2 separate regions of the Pan troglodytes genome follow, and region 2 is linked to region 1. Evidence: chromatin contacts called from public Hi-C data. All regions are on one chromosome and are shown on one strand. Each heading gives the region's core, a stretch centred on a gene start, on an enhancer-like site or on the middle of the called end of the contact. The rest is flanking DNA. Distances are from core to core; before and after follow the strand shown.

What was found. A called contact is a pair of places that touch in the nucleus more often than the background predicts.
Region 2: a contact with region 1 is called in a Hi-C map of stem cell-derived neural progenitor cells, with 3 times the contacts expected there. The contact joins two enhancer-like sites. A contact is called at or near these places in 5 of 7 Hi-C or Micro-C datasets (blood, induced pluripotent stem cells, a lymphoblastoid cell line and 1 more), 1 of 1 datasets of contacts at active chromatin or transcription factors (stem cell-derived excitatory neurons) and 1 of 1 other capture datasets (stem cell-derived neural stem cells).

The regions. Positions count from the first base shown.
Region 1 is chr20:4,797,903-4,801,577 of NHGRI_mPanTro3-v2.0_pri, forward strand. No RefSeq gene overlaps it. Among named protein-coding and RNA genes, the nearest start is that of GADD45B, 3.9 kb to the right of the region's middle. Within about 2 kb of position 1,764, at least 4 of the 24 cell types and tissues checked have an H3K27ac peak or open chromatin away from gene starts, as enhancers often do. A contact at or near this core is called in stem cell-derived neural progenitor cells and stem cell-derived neural stem cells, where this site is marked.
Region 2 is chr20:4,944,870-4,948,544 of NHGRI_mPanTro3-v2.0_pri, forward strand. The region is part of intron 2 of GNG7 (G protein subunit gamma 7); the gene reads right to left. Among named protein-coding and RNA genes, the nearest start is that of GNG7, 93 kb to the right of the region's middle. Within about 2 kb of position 2,047, at least 9 of the 24 cell types and tissues checked have an H3K27ac peak or open chromatin away from gene starts, as enhancers often do. A contact at or near this core is called in stem cell-derived neural progenitor cells and stem cell-derived neural stem cells, where this site is marked.

The sequences.
Region 1 (3,675 bases), core at 514-3,013:
TCACTGCAATCTCCGCCTCCCGGGTTCAAGCGATTCTCCTGCCTCAGCCTCCCGAGTAGCTGGGATTACAGGCGCCCGCCACCACCATGCTCGGCTAATTTTGTATTTTTAGTAGAGACGGGGTTTCTCCATGTTGGCCAGGCTGGTCTCGAACTCCCGACCTCAGGTGATCTGCCCACCTCGGCCTCCCAAAGTGCTGGGATTACAGGTGTGAACCACCGCGTCCAGCCTCTATTTTTTTTTTTTTAAGTAAAATACTTTGTTAGACTGGGGGTCTCCCTATGTTGCCCAGGCTGGTCTCAAACTCCTGGACTCAAGGAATCCTCCCACTTTGGCCTCCCAAAGTGCTGGGATTACAGGCGTGAGCCCCTGCACCCAGTCACATGGTCTTTCTTTATGCAGTGGGCAGGAAGAACCCCTGCATAGCGGGGTGTGGTGGCCCGTGCCTGCAATCCCAGCTATTTGGGAGGCTGAGATGGGAAGATTCCTTAAGTCAGGAGTTCAAGGCTGCAGCGAGCTGCGACGTCACTGCATTCAAGCCTGGGCAATAGAGCGAAGCCCATCTCTAAGAAAAAAAAAAAAAAAATTAACCACCCTGGGGGATCACTGGAGCCAGGCCCGAAGCCGCCCACCATGCTAGCATTGTCCGCAATGCCTGCTGCCGGGGGTTCCAGCTGTTCCGATGTCTGTAAGCAAGTGTGTAAGTTGTAAAATACTCAGTGCAAGGCGAATGATTCCTGTCCATTGTGTAGCAAGAAATTTTGCCTCGACCAGAGAGAGATCTGGCTTTTGTTTCAGCCACTGGGAGGTGACTCTTAGGCCCCAGGAATGTCCTGCCTGATGGATATACCGTTCTGGTTTTTTTTGTTTTGTTTTGTTTTTGTTTTTTTTTGAGACAGAGTCAGAGTCTCACTCTGTCTCCCAGGCTGGAGTGCAGTGGTGCAATCTCAGCTCACTGCAATCTCCGTCTCCTGGGTTCAAGCGATTCCCGTGCCTCAGCCTCCCGGAGTAGCTGGGATTACAGGCGCCTTCCGCCACACCCAGCTAATTTTTGCATTTTTAGGAGAGAGGGGGTTTCACCATGTGGGCCAGGCTGGTCTCGAACTCCTGACCTCAAGTGATCCATTCGCCTTGGCCTCCCAAAGTGTTGGGATTATAGGTGTGAGTCACCACGCCCGGCATTCAAGAGGCTTTCGAGGTCACTACGGTAGGGGAGGTGTACGGAGCACTTTCTATGCCAAGCCCATTCTAGGTCCTTGTTTTGGGTAAACATTTCCACAACCCGACTTTTCCCATGAAAAGAGGGAGTTTCAGGGAGGCTAAGCCACCAACCCAAGGACACACAGCTGATGACGGCTGCAGGTGGGATTTGAACCAGTCAAACGTGACCTCAGACAGAGCCTCTCCTTCTCCCTCTCTCTGCGAGGCACAGTCCCAGACCTGCCAGCCTCTTGCTGCGCACAGTTTCCCTGCCCCTCCCCTGCCACCGTCCTCAGAATTTCCCAAATGTGCCTCAGCCTTCGCCGTAGCCTCCGCTGCCACCTGGCGTGGTGATCCCACCTCCTCCCACCCCAGGCCTGTCTTACAAATGTCTGCAAGTTCAAATGATGACTCAGCTCCATCCCGAAACCTCTCCCTGGGGACAGGAGTCATGTCTTGCTCGTCTTGTTCATCTTTGCAGAAAAACATGATGTCAGAGCCCAGCCGCTGCCAATCACTTCCTGGCTACATCCGGAGTGACACGCAGACCCCTCCCCGCAGCCCCCAAAGCCCGTCTCTGTGAGCTCATCTTCCCGGCTCTCCCTCTTGCTCACTCTGTTCCACCCCCAGGGCCTCCTTGGGATTCCTCAAATGCAACAGGTGAGCTCCTGCGTCAGGGCCTTTTCAAATACTGTGCCTGCTGCCTGGGACCTCTGCCCCCAGAGCCCCTTGAACCTGACTTTTTACCGTTTTTTTTTTTTTTTTTGAGACAGAGTCCTGCTCTGTTATCCAGGTGGGGTGCAGCGGCATGATCTCGGCTCACTGCAATCTCTACCTCCCAGGCTCAAGTGAGTCTCCTGACTCGGCCTCCTGAGTAGCTGGGATTACAGGCATCCGCCACCACGCCTGGCCAACTTTTTGTATTTTTAGTAGAGACGGGGTTTCGCCATGTTGTCCGGGCTAGTCTTGAACTCCTGACCTCAAGTGATCTGCCCTCCTTGGCCTCCCAAAGTGCTGGGATCACAGGCATGAGCCACTGCACCCAGCCCGCCCCCACTTTTTTTTTCTTTTTGAGACAGGGCCTTGTTTTGTCGCCCAGGCTGGAGTGCAGTGGTGCGATCATAGCTCACTGCAGCCTCAAACTCCTGGGCTCAAGTGATCCTCCTGCTTTAGCCTCCCGAGTAGCTGGGACTACAGGTGTGCCCATCAGACCTGGCTAATTTTTAAAAAATTATTTGTGGCTGCGTGTGGTAGCTCACACCTGTAATCCCAGCACTTTGGGAACTCGAGGCAGGTGGATCATGAGGTCAGGAGTACGAGACCAGCCTGGCCAAGATGTGAAACCACATCTCTACTAAAAATTAGCCGGGCGCAGTGTAATCCCAGCTACTTGGGAGGCTGAGGCAGAAGAATCACTTGAACCCGGGAGGCAGAGGTTGCAGTGAGCTGAGATTGTGCCGCTGCACTCCAGCCTGGGAGACAGAGAGAGACTTCGTCTCAAAAAAAAAAAAAAAAAAAAAAAAAAAAAAAAAAAAAAAGGCCAGGCACGGTGGCTAACACCTGTAATCCCAGCATTTTGGGAGGCCGAGGTGGGCGGATCACGAGGTCAGGAGATCGAGACCATCCTGGCTAACACGGTGAAACCCCATCTCTACTAAAAATACAAACAATTAGCCGGGCGAGGTGGTGGGCGCCTGTAGTCCCAGCTACTCTGGAGGCTGAGGCAGGAGAATGGCGTGAACCCGGGAGGCGGAGCTTGCAGTAGCCGAGATCACACCACTGCCCTCCAGCCTGGGTGACAGAGCGAGACTCCGTCTCAAAAAAAAAATTATTTGTAGAGATGGGAGTCTTGCCAGGTTGCCCAGGCTGGTCTCGAACTCCTGAGCTCAAGCGATCCTCCCCACTTGGCCCCCCAAGGTGCTGAGATTACAGGTGTGAGGCTACCCTTAGAGACAGAGGCTGCAGTAAGTCATGATCACACCACTGCACTCCAGCCTGGGCAATACAGGGAGACCTTGTCCCAAAAAAGAAAAAGAGAAAGAAACTAATCTCATTAGAAGACTCCACTCTCATGAGCTCATCTAACCCTAATCACTTCAAAGCCCCCCCCCACACCATGCTCAGCCTGCAGTACGTTTTTTTATTTTTTATTTTTATTTACTTATTTTTTTGAGATGGAGTCTCACTCTGTCGCCCAGGCTGGAGTGCAGTGGTGTGATCTCGGTTCACTGCAAGCTCCACCTCCTGGGTTCACACCATTCTCCTGCCTCAGCCTCCTGAGTAGCTGGCACTACAGGTGCCCGCCACCACGCCCGGCTAATTTTTTGTATTTTTAGTAGAGACAGGGTTTCACTGTGTTAGCCAGGATGGTCTCGATCTCCTGACCTCGGGATCTGCCCACCTCAGCCTCCCAAAGTGCTGGGATTACAGGCGTGAGCCACCGCACCCGGCCACATTTTTTTTTTTAACTCTGAA
Region 2 (3,675 bases), core at 797-3,296, 150 kb after region 1:
CCAGCTAATTTTTGTTTTACACTAAAGTGTTATTTCACCTTGGTCGCTGAGGTTTTTTAGCACCCCCTTCAATTTTGTGCCCAGTGTGAATACATTGCTTGCCTGACCCTGGTCCTGCCCTGGGATTTGGGAGCCGACAGGTCCGGGTAACAACTGCAGTTTAGCCGCTCACTTGCTGGAGGACCTCAGGCTCTCTTCCGTGAGCCTCATTTTGGCCATTGCTGGAATCCCGTTGTGCAGGACAGCTGGGTGGATTGCAGTGATGTTTGCGCACCACGTCCTGAGTGCCAGAGCAGACAGGGTCCCACCTGTTACCATCTTGGACTTCCAGCCTCCAGAACCGAGACAGAGAAGAAATCTCTGTTGCTAAAGCCCTCCTCTGGTCTGTGGCTTGAGGTTACAGAGCCCCAGCAAACCATCAGGCTGGGTTAAAGAAACCGGTCCCCAGAGCTCACAGCTGCAGACTGGCCACCGTAGGACAATCCAGTGGGACCTGGGGGTGCCTCTGGGCCATTGGGGGACCCTCGGTGAGCCAGTGAACTCAGTGCACTTCTGGAGCTCCCTGACCACGAGTGAGGAAATTGAACGGTACAGGAAAAGCAGGAGAGCGTGCACCTTAAACGGCCAAGGTCCGTCACCACCACCGAGCACCTGCCAGGCTCCCCACCCAGTGCTCCCAAAAGCAGAGGGCCCCCTCCCTCCCCTAAACTCTCAGAGGTTAGTATCACCGGGTCAAGATGATGACAGCACAGGGAAGCCTCTGGCAAGGGCCCTGCCCCAGGGGACAGCTCAGGTGGCCTCGGATAACATGACAAAGACCTTCTTTATTTATTATTATTATTATTATTATTATTATTTTTGAGACAGGGTCTTGCCTGTCGCCCAGACTGGAGTGCAGTGGTGCAATCATGGCTCACTGCAGCCTCAGCCTCCTGGACTCAAGCAATACTCCTGCCTCAGCCTCCCGAGCAGCTTGGACTATAGGTGTGCACTGCCACACCTGGCTTTTTTTTAAAATTTTTATTTATTTATTATTATTTTTTAAGACAGACTCTTGCTCTGTGGCCCAGGCTGGAGTGTAGTGGTGTGATCCTGGCTCATTGCAACCTCCGCCTCCCGGGTTCAAGCGATTCTCCTGCCTCAGCCTCCTGAGTAGCTGGGATTACAGGCGCACGCCACCACGCTCAGCTAATTTTTGTATTTTCAGTAGAGACGGGGTTTCACCATGTTGGCCAGGCTGATCTCAAACTCCTGACCTCAGGTGATCCACCCGCCTCGCAAAGTGGTGGGATCACAGGCATGAGCTACCACGCCCGGCCACTAATTTTTTTATTTTTTAGTAGAGACGGGGTCTTGCTGTCTTGTCCAGGCTGGTCTCAAACTCCTGGGCTTAAGCGATCCTCCCGCCTCAGCCTCCCAAAGTGCTGGGATTGCAGGCACAAGAGACCCTCTTTCATTGTTGCAAGATGCTGACAGGTTTCAGAAGAGGTTTGAACCAAAGTGGCCCCAGGGACCCAGGTGGCGCCTGGGATACGTTTCTCCCAGGCCAGGTTTGGTTTCAGTCGGCCTGAGCGTGCAGACACCTGTCTCCTGGGCACTAAACTTGACACTTTCAGTTCCTATCAGGCAGTGGGGACGAGGGGGCGGGTGGGAGGGGGGGAACGGGCTCACGTGCCAGGCTCGGGGTGGGGGGAAGCGTCCTAAACATTCTCAGAAAGGACCACGCCCGGCACCGGCCTTGGATGGCTTCCCTCTCGCAATCTGCTTTCTGGGAAGTGGGCCCCTCGCACCGGGTGCGGCGCCCAGGGTTCCCCGCCACCCCGACCCTTACTAAGCCGCTCAGCCCAGGGATCCAGGGCCCTGGCGAGACAGCCTGGGAGACGCAGAGTGGGAAATGATGACTGGGAGCTGGTATCGCGAATGTCTACACGCAGACTGACTTCAGGGGCGAGGAATTCCGCCTGGCGAGCGTCTAGACTGCGGTGTTTCTGGGACGCTGGGAGCTGGAGCCAGGACAGGTCTCCCGGGAGCTGGACTGTGCTGCCACCTGCTGGTCATGGCCCGACAGGCGGCCTCGCTGTCACCACTGAGTGAGCTCGAGGTGCCCCGTCCCAGGACCGTGGCAGGAGGGGGTCCCGTCCTGCGTGGGGCTTGAAGGCAGGTGGGCAAGACGGTGCATAGCCTGAATCTATTTAATGATTTATTTGATAATACCATTTAAAAATATCTCTTAGGCCGGGTGCAACGGCTCACGCCTGTAATCCCAGCACTTGGAGAGGCCAAGGTGGGAGGATAACTTGGGCTCAGAAGGTCGAGACCAGCCTGGCCAAGAGAGCAACACCAGGTCTCTACAAAAAATTAAAAATTAGCCGGGCATGCTGGCGGGCGCCTGTAATCCCAGCTACTCAGGAGACCGAGGCAGGAGAATCGCTCGAACCCGGGAGGTGGAGGCTGCACTGAGCCTGGATCGCGCCACTGCTCTCCAGCCTGGGTGACAGACGGACATTCTGTCTCTAAAAAAATAAAAAGGAAAAGTAAAAATAAATAAAAATAAAAATCTTTTTTTTTTTGAGATGGAGTCTCGCTCTGTCACCAGGCTGAAGTGCAGTAGTGTGATCTCAGCTCACTGCAACCTCCGCCTCCCGAGTTTAAGCAATTCTCCTGCCTCAGCCTCCCCAAGTAGCTGGAACTACAGGCACCCGCCACCACGCCCAGCTAATTTTAGTATTTTTAGTAGAGACCGGGTTTCACCATGTTGGCCAGGATGGTCTCGATCTCTCGACCTCGTGATCCGCCTGCCTTGGCCTCCCAAAGTGCTGGGACTACAGGTGTGAGCCAGCGCACCCGGCCAAATCTTTCTTTCTTTTTAATAATTGGATTGACTTTGGTCTACGGTCTCCCCTGGGGCCCCATCCTTCTCTGGGGTGGGGCCATCCTGGGCACTGCAGGGTGCTGAGCAGCATCCCTGACCTCCGCCCACTCCATGCCAGGAGCACCCCAGTTGTGATAACCACACGTCCCCAAACATCGCCCAGTGCCCCCTGGGGGGCAGCATCACCCACATTTAAAAACAGTTCCAGGGTAGCAGCCCAGGCTGCAAAGAAGGTGTGTCTGGGACCTGGGCATTTCATATCGGGGTGACCCAGCCTGGGAGAGGGGAGGGGCCTCAGTGAGAAGACTGAAGCCAGGAGCCCCCCAGGCAGGACCCAGGATCCCACGGCACAAAAGCCCCAGGTCCAGGGCTCCTGGAAATGTTTTAAAATCCAGTCGACAAAAGATGAATAAGATACTTGTGAGTGTATAATCATGAATACAGCCTGGATTCTGTTTGTCTTTATGCCAAGACAATTGTAAAATACAGCTTAGAATTTTTTTTTTTTTTTCTTGAGAGAGTCTCGCTGTGTCGCCCAGGCAGTGGTGCGATCTCGGCTCACTGCAACTTCCACCGCCCAGTTCAAGCAATTCTCCTGCCTGAGCCTCCTGGGTAGCTGGGACTACAGGTACCCACCACCACACCCGGCTAATTTTGTATTTTTAGTAGAGACGGGTTTTCACCATGTTGGCCAGGATGGTCTCGAACTCCTGACCTCAGGTGATCCGTCCGCCTCGGCCTCCCAAAGTGTTGAGATTACAGATGTGAACAACGGTGCCTGGCCAACTTCGGACATTTTTAGA